Linked DNA regions of Hordeum vulgare: region 2 is linked to region 1. A link is a contact called in public Hi-C data. All regions are on one chromosome and are shown on one strand. The core of a region is the stretch at or near the end of the contact, and the rest is flanking DNA. Distances in the headings are between cores, read along the strand shown. Region 1 has its middle 76 kb from the start of LOC123432895. Region 2 holds the start of LOC123432911 (mediator of RNA polymerase II transcription subunit 16).

Evidence for each region. A called contact is a pair of places that touch in the nucleus more often than the background predicts.
Region 2: a contact with region 1 is called in a Hi-C map of leaf, with 4 times the contacts expected there. The contact joins the promoter of LOC123432911 here to the enhancer-like site in region 1. A contact is called at or near these places in 5 of 6 Hi-C or Micro-C datasets (leaf and seedling) and 1 of 1 datasets of contacts at active chromatin or transcription factors (embryo).

What each region holds. Positions count from the first base shown.
Region 1 is chr1H:309,033,681-309,037,955 of MorexV3_pseudomolecules_assembly, reverse strand. It overlaps the pseudogene LOC123398785. Among protein-coding and RNA genes, the nearest start is that of LOC123432895, 76 kb to the right of the region's middle. Within about 2 kb of position 2,730, at least 3 of the 3 cell types and tissues checked have open chromatin away from gene starts, as enhancers often do. A contact at or near this core is called in leaf and seedling, where this site is marked.
Region 2 is chr1H:309,600,984-309,605,127 of MorexV3_pseudomolecules_assembly, reverse strand. It overlaps LOC123432911 (mediator of RNA polymerase II transcription subunit 16), which reads right to left and starts at 1,528. Exons shown (of 16, transcript XM_045115424.1): 1 at 901-1,528; 2 at 75-143. The coding sequence starts at 1,319.

The sequences.
Region 1 (4,275 bases), core at 1,481-3,980:
CGGAGAACTCTTCTACCTCTCCGTCTCTCTTGCTGGATCAAGAAGGCCGAGATCATCGTCGAGCTGTACGTGTGCTGAACGCGGAGGTGCCGTCCGTTCGGCACTAGATCGTGGGACTGATCGCGGGATAGTTCGCGGGGCGGATCGAGGGACGTGAGGACGTTCCACTACATCAACCGTGTTCACTAACGCTTCTGGTGTACGGTCTACAAGGGTACGTAGATCACACATCCCCTCTCGTAGATGGACATCACCATGATAGGTCTTCGTGCGCGTAGGAAAATTTTTGTTTCCCATGCGACGTTCCCCAACAACTAGAGCATAGAAGAGGAGTAAAAGAATCCTACTCTCCGATATATAACTAGACACAAACTAGTTTTTCACTAGACTCGACTCAGGCAAGTTTGATCAATCATGGAGGCTCCTAGGGCGCTACTGCTCTGATACCAACTTGTAATGCCCAAGATGCGAAACACATCTCGTCGTTTCGCAAGAATGTACATCATTACAAGTACATGTAAAGAAGATATGAGTATATGGAACTGGCTTACACTCGCCACAAGCTAATCATGAATCATGATCATCTCAGTACAAACATACATTTAGTCACCATTCAGAAGAGTAGGGTCCGACTATGGACAAAATCAAATGATAAAAACGACGTCCATCCTTGCTATCCAAGGCCGCCGGCCTAGAACCCATCCTATGATTGATGATGATGAAGAAGAATAAACTCCAAATAGAACAATCATCACGCTTACATGAAAGTATCGATTTATGTGTACCTCCAACTATTGTCGTAGTAATCTATGAGCGACAAGGACTCAATAAACTCATTTCCAAAGGTTTCAAGACTAGCAAAGCTTAATGGGTTAGGTATGGTTAAGTGGTGAGGCTTCAGCAAGCACTAAGCATTTATGTGAGTGGCTAACTTACGAGTATCAGAAGTAAAAGGGGGGTGATCTACACATACAGATATGAACTAATCATGATCACGAAGTGGCCCTGAACACCTACTTACATCAAACATAACCCCACCATGTCCTCTTTCGGATGCAGAAGCCACGAGAAGAGACAGTCATGGTTACACTCATAGTTGGCATATTTTAATTAAGTTTACTTCAAGTTTGCTATGACCGCGTGTTAAACAAAGTTTCCAAGTTGCCACATAACTGCGAGCACAACTCCCAGAAAGATTTAACACTGCAGGGGTGCTCCAACTTGTCTATCACAAACTACCACAAGTTGCGTGGAATAAAACTCAACCACGGAAAATCCGTAGTCTCCTCGAAAATTCCGATGGACATCAACCTCGAGATAGCCCAAAGTATCCTCGGAATCCTGCGCACAAGACGTTCGAGAAAGGTAAAATAAATCCAGCAAGTCCGTCCGACATGCCGACGAACCCGATAGGAGCCATGTATCTCGTTCTCAGGGCACAATCGCATGAGCTAGTGTATAACGGCCTCATAGAAATCACCCGAGTTGCCCCGGGTTGGCCCCGCACAGTGCTCTATTTAGGACCAGCACCATCATCATTGGCCCTCCCTGTATTATGTTGAATTACTCCTCGGGTTCATGACGCGCTATGTTTTAATAACGGTGTTCATTATTATTATGTTGTGCAAATGTAGTACCAAGTTAGGCCTTGCTATAAGAGTTTTATCCCAAAATGAAAATCAAGGGGGGGCCCATAATAACCCCAAGCATGTTAGGAGCGCTCAAATATGGAACATAACACCGGTACACAAGTAACTAGGGCGGCAAAGATGGAACAAAACATCGAGCTAGAAGGCCAAGCCTTCCACCTTTTACCAAGTATATATGTGCATTAAATTAAATGTCAATAATATGGTGATATTCAAAAGAATATCCATGTTGGCACATGAAAGCAATTGCACCTGCAACTAGCAACGCTATGAGAAGGCTGAGCAAGCGGTAACATACTCAAACAAAGGTTGTTGGGATGTGGAGGGGTTAGAAGCTTTTCATGGCAATGTTTTGAGGCTTGACATAATAGGTGGTAAGCAGCGAGACATAGCGATAGAAACAAGACAACTAACATAGCAATGATGGTATTGGTATCTAGGGAAATGATCATCTTGCTTGTGATCCCGCTTGCAAGAAGAACGAATCCGTGAAGTAGACGAGTCAACGTAGTCGAACGAATCCCCACACCCCGAAGCGGTTTCTAAACTATATCGATAAGAAACAATCCAAAAACAAACAATCAACACACGATAAACACCACAACATATACATGACATGATGTGCAAGCAATTATGATGCATGTCCAATTAAATAAACAAGGCATGACAATCACAACAATCAAATACTACATATTAAATGAAGCTCAATATGCAATGAGTTGCATATTGACGAAACTTCATATTTGACTTACTTAGTTCACTCCCGTTTAGGTACATGATAATATTAAATGTTATTTAACATGGATGGTCGTAGCATAAGGTGAGGAAGGAATTAAGCAACTTTAAATGGAGAAGGAGAACATAGATATAACAAATAATAACTCTCCATATTAAGAGAAATAGAGTTGATGTTGTTTTAACTAAACAGTCCTTCTTGAGTTTCTATCGCTATATGAGGTGTTTTTTTAGGCTTGGCCCAAGGCCCGGCCCGTCCTGAGTTTTGGCCAGGTATAGTCGTGGGTATACGTGAGGGCGAGAGATATACGGAAATACGTCGTTGCCCTTTTTCTTTTGACCAGAAAACTGGGACAGCCGTTCGATTAAGAATGAGTGGAAGGGGATCACGGATGGGAGCACGGGACCATCGGGACGGGAGCAGGCAAGCGGCGGCGGCTGATTGATTCCCACGCGGCGCGGCGGCGGCGCGCGGCGCAGCGGCGGCGGATCGAATCCTGGTGGCGCTTCTCCTGCGCGGAGGCTTACAGCGCGAACCATCGGCTGCTTGCGACGGGAGCGGCTGGCGGAATCAGGGGCCAGGGAGGAGCGCAAGCAGCGACGGATTGATCTTGGTGCGCTTCCAAGTCACGGCAAGCAGCGAAGGTCCTGTTCGTTCTTCAATCAAGGGAATATAGGAGGCTGGTTTTGATCGGCGGCGGCCACACCTGGGCAGCGCGAGTCCGCCGCAGAGGCTTACAGCGCGAATCACATTGGCTGCTTGCGACGTGAGCGGCTGGCGGAATCAGGGTCCAGGGAGGAGCGCAAGCAACGGCAGCAACGACAGATTGATATTGGTGCGCGTCCACCTCACTGCAAACAATAAGGTTATGTTCGTTCTTCTCCCCTAATCAAGGTTGGAGCAAGCAACATTATCTGTACGAGTCTGGTTTTGGTCGGCGGCGTCTACACCTGGACGACCAAGAGACATACACAAGATGAACTCAGTGACAGAGAGCGGACTGAACTCGGTGATAGAAAGTGGGTTGAACTCAGTAATAGAGAGAGGATTCTTCAGTTTGGTAGATGAACCATTGGTGATAGGATCGATCGACTCCCTGCTCGGTAAGCTCAACTTCACCACCAAACTGAGGAAGAGGCGTGCCAAAGTAACGAAAGAACTATATCTAGAAGTGTTGAAACTAAAGAAAGGTTTCGACAATCTTGGCGGGGGACGGTTGATGGATCCATATGCCCTATTGTGGACGCAGTTTGCTAGAGATGTGGTCTTTGACATTGAAGAGTGGGCTGATGAGAAGCCGGGGGGCACAAATTCATCAAAGAGAGAGTTAACTGACCTGTTCAAGAGCCGGATCCATAATGTGTGTGAGCATTTCAGGTGGTGTGACCTTCTCGGTCCTACAGAAGATAAGTTGAAGCTTATCTATGATTTGCATAAAGATTTGCAGAGCCTTAAGAAAGATCTCCCCTATAAGTTTGGCCCACCGGTGACTCCTGAGCAGTCAGTGTGGATGGATCAAACATGTGAGCTGGTCAGCAAGGTGGAAACTTTGGTCCATCAAAAGACAACAAAGGACATGGATGAATCATGTGAAAAACTAATACAGGAGTACAAGGCCAAGATACAACAAATGCGTGATACACTCAGTACAGCCCCCATTTGCTGTCCACCGCTTTCTGAGGACAAAACCCACAACCTCATTGCTCTCAAAGGACCAATTAGTGAGCTTCTCCTGCATCTGACTGCCTCACAGACGAGGCTAAGGTGGTGTCTGTCGTCGGAAAGGAAGGCCTTGGTAAGACCACTCTTGCGAAGGAGGTATATGCAAATCTTCAAAGCAAGTTCGAGTCCCGAGCTTCTGTTACTGTTGGCAAAAACGCGTATCTGACG
Region 2 (4,144 bases), core at 279-2,778, 570 kb before region 1:
GAAAATGAAATTCCGGTGCGATAACAAGTGAGGGTCAAGGTAAACTTCAGGGAACAGATAGAGGAATATCTAACCTTGGAATCCGCGCACAAGTCTCTGACGCACATGCAATTGCATTCAGTTTCCCACACCAAGCAACAGCGCTGCAATTGAAAGATATAATTTACAAGTTTCAGTTAACCGTGGGGCAAATTGGACTAGGCGCACTATCCTAGCGATTTAGACAGATATGTCAACAAGGAAAATGTGCATGAAACTAGAGCTTTAAAAATATGAAACCTAAAGCTGGTATATGGTAATCCACATTTCAGGTCAAACCAATTAAAGAGCGCACCCATTGTTCCTGAAACCATGAAGAAGCACGCAGAATTGTAAAGGTTTAGCATACCGACTGTCTACGAAGTTATTACCAAGACATGGGAATAAATGTGCACTCCAACAAGAAAGACACTCCACAAAAGATTACCAAATTTAACTAAGCAGTTCCACTTCCAGCCTAGTGTGGCGGTATCACCACCTAGCAATTTCGGGATCACTAGCTATAGAACATCCAGTAAAACTTCACAAGATCTGTTCATGAATCGTCCAGATACATACGTGAATTTCCTGAAGTGGTTTTCATCATTTTTACCGAATTTTCTCTGGCTTGGGAAGGGCGGATTGATCTCACTAAAATTGTAACTGTAATTCTGTAAACAGTGTTTAGCCCTTCTCTAAACGAGATCATAGCATTTTAGGAGGCCACGGGAAACAAAGCAAACCCAACTCATGCACTACTTATTGTCTCCGCTACACATTTTCCTTTGTCACGAAAATAAAAACAAAGATAATGGTAGCTTTTAAGTTCATCATAGAATGACGGAGGTTCAAGGAGGCAGTGGGCGACTCAAGCGGCCACACCTGAAGTTCCTGCATAGCTCGGGCACGCGCATCTTGTGCTTGAGGCTCGCGGGGGGCTGCTTGAGGCGGATCCGGAACACGGTCGCCGGTGATGAGGCCAGCTGCGCTCCTCCGGCCGCTCCACTGCCACCTCCGCCCTCCACATCCCCAGCTCCACCAGCGCCGCCGTCAACCTCCATCGCCTCGCCCGTCACAGCCGCCTCCACAGCCTCGCCACCGCCACCGCCCCCGGCCCCACCATCCGCCCCCGCTCCGCCACCAGCGACGATGCCGTCCTGGCTCTGCTGCTGCTGCTCCTTGAGCGGCGGCGGCGACGACGCTGCGACCGCGTTCCCGCTCGCGGGCGTGGCGTTCGGTGCGGGGTTTGGGGGCGGTGTGGGGACGGGGTTAGGGTTTGGGGCGGGGGACGAAGAGGTCATAAGGACGGAGAGGGATGGGACGGGGGAAGGGGAGGAAAAAGGGGGGCGCGAGGGCGGGGGTGCTTAGGTCATTTGAAGCGACCGGCCGTCGCTGTCGCTGGTGGCGAGAGGACGAGGTGAGGGGAGGGGGGTTGGCTGTGCTCGGTGCGCCGGCGTCGCTTTCAGGTGGGTGGAGGAGGAGCTGGAGGGGGGAAGGGAGATGCGGGCGGAGGGGACGGGACGGGGGAGAGTCTGCTATTGCGAGGAAAATAATGACTTTGCGCTGGTTCAGGCTCCGCTTGTGTATTTGGTGTAAATGGAAGGTTGTGGAACAAGATCCTAGATCATCAAACTTCTATAAAGTATCTATTTGAATTATTTGCTTTGTTTATTGTTTAATAACCATATAGAAATTCGGGAACTCTACGCACCCGTTGAATGATTTTTAAAAATTATCCGTCACCTAGCTAGCCGTCGGATGTCGATCTAACGCCCCACATCCCCGCCGCATGGTGAGTAGTTATTTCCTGAAACGACGCTCGAGTTGCGAAAACTTTCGCTTTGTTGCAAGAAATAAACTTTGGATCCGTTAATTTCTGAAACAACGATCGAGTTTCATAAACAATTTGCTTGTTGCAGAAAAAAAATCGTCTTTCTGTAACATAGGTATTTTTACGAAAGAATTTTTTGCAACAACGGTCGAGTTTCAGGAAATTTTGCAACGAAAGTCACGTTGCAGCCGGGATCCATGCTCAACGGAGAGTCGGACGCGCGAGCAGGGACGCATCTCCAGCGAGGCAGAGAAGCTCCCCGGCGGCGGGAGCTCGTCGGCGTCCGCGCCGCACACCTCCTCGTTCGCCGCGCGAGGTGGGGATCCGGCGAGGGGCTGGATCTCGTCGGCGAGGTGGGGATCCGGCGAGCTGGCGAGGACCGACGGCGGCGACGGTTCGCCGGACTCCGGCAGGCTCGTCCCCCGGTAGCAGAGGAGCCGTGACGAGGAACCTGGAGTGCTCCAGCTTCAGCCCCCGTTCCTGAAACAACGCTCTAGTTTCTGAAACAATGAGCCAGTTTCGGAAAATGGTTCGTGATCGAGGCGAGATCTAACGGACGAGCAGGCGGCGGATGGATCAACCGGATCAGCCGGTGGGACGTAATCTTTTCCCATTGAAATTATATATTTGGGACATTCATGTTCCAAGGATTTTAGGAATACCAAATTTGTAAATTTTGGCCAAACAGAACAAGAGTTATAAGCATTTGAAGTTTGAATAATTTTATAATTAAAACTAAACAGAAAAATAAATTGGGAGTGTAGGGGTGGACACATGGCAGCTTCTGATTTGTCGATATCGGTTCACTTAAGTCAATCAATGCATGTGATCTAACATGGACCATCTTATGAGGATACATTGGTTGAAATAGAAGGAATATCATTGTCAACCTCCATTGCCTCGCCCGCTACGCCCGCGTCCATCGCCCCCACCCCCACCATCCCCCTCCCACCCACCCCACACACACACACATGCAACGACCGTGTCATGGATCTGTCGTTGCTGCTCTTTGAGTGGTTATGACGACAATGATGCAACTGTGTTCCCGCTCGCGGTAGTGGCGTTCTATGTGGGGTTTGGGGCGGTGTGGGGATGGGGTTAGGGTTTGGGGTTGGGGCGAAAATGTTAGAAATATGTCATAGAGTCAATAATATTGTATTATTATGTTTTCATATTCATAACTAATAGTTTATATTTTATGCTATAACTGTTATGATCCTGGGTTATGTGATTTAGTGAAAAACTCATATACACATGTGTAAGGGCATTCTCCTGCTTAAGTGTTTTGGTGATGATGACAACTCACTATGCAGGGTGTTAAGTATGCAGGTATCATATGTTAGACACAAAACGGTTAGGTATTCCCTTCAAATTGAAAAGATCGAAGACGTGTTCCCTACGTGTTTATTCTCTTTGATCGTAGGGATCCCGTACTATTAAGAAGGAATCCACATTGGAAGTCTATGGGTGAATCAATTCTTCTCACACACTTTTGCACCCATCTTGTTCTGTCGCATCATTGTGAGGGAAGCCCCTATTTTTCTAACTAACCAGTTGTACCGCTGCTATGGGCGGTTGTACCGCTTAACAGCTGGGCGGTTGTACCAGCCCTGCAACGGTCCACAACCGATCATGGCTCTATTTCACTTCGGTTGTTGGGCGGTGGTGGCCCGGTTGTACCGCTATATTAATTATAGTCGGTACTACCGGTGCTCCAAGCGGTTGTACCGCTTGGGACTTAGCCACGCCCAGCGGTCGAGACTGGTGGCACCTCAGGGCCAACTTTCTGTTTTGGCCTGGTTGTAGGGCGGTGGTTGACCGGTTATTCCGCTAATATAGGAACATCGGTTGAACCGGCGTGGCAACCGGTTGTATCGTCTAGTGTAAAATGGTTGTAGCGGTTAGAATTGGGGGGGGCTATATAAGGGGGGTTTTGTTCTTCCTCCCCCTTATCTCTTACCTCTCTCTCTCTCTCCACCATTGATGCACTGAAGCTTTCTTGCCCGATCTCCCTCCCTAGCTATCCAAACTTGTTGTCTTGCTAGGGATTGAAGGAGGAGACCTAGATCTACACTTTCACCAAAGGAAAATTGATTCCCCCCAAGTCCTTGTGTGGATTTTGTTACTCTTGGGTGTTTGAGCACACTAGAAGGAAGAGGTCACCTCGGAACCACATTCCATTGTGGTGAAGCTCTGTGGTTTTGTTGGGAGCCTCCAATTGAGTCGCGAAGAGAGCCCCAACCTTGTTGTAAAGGTTCTGTTGCCACCTTCAAGGGCACCACTTAGTAGAATCAC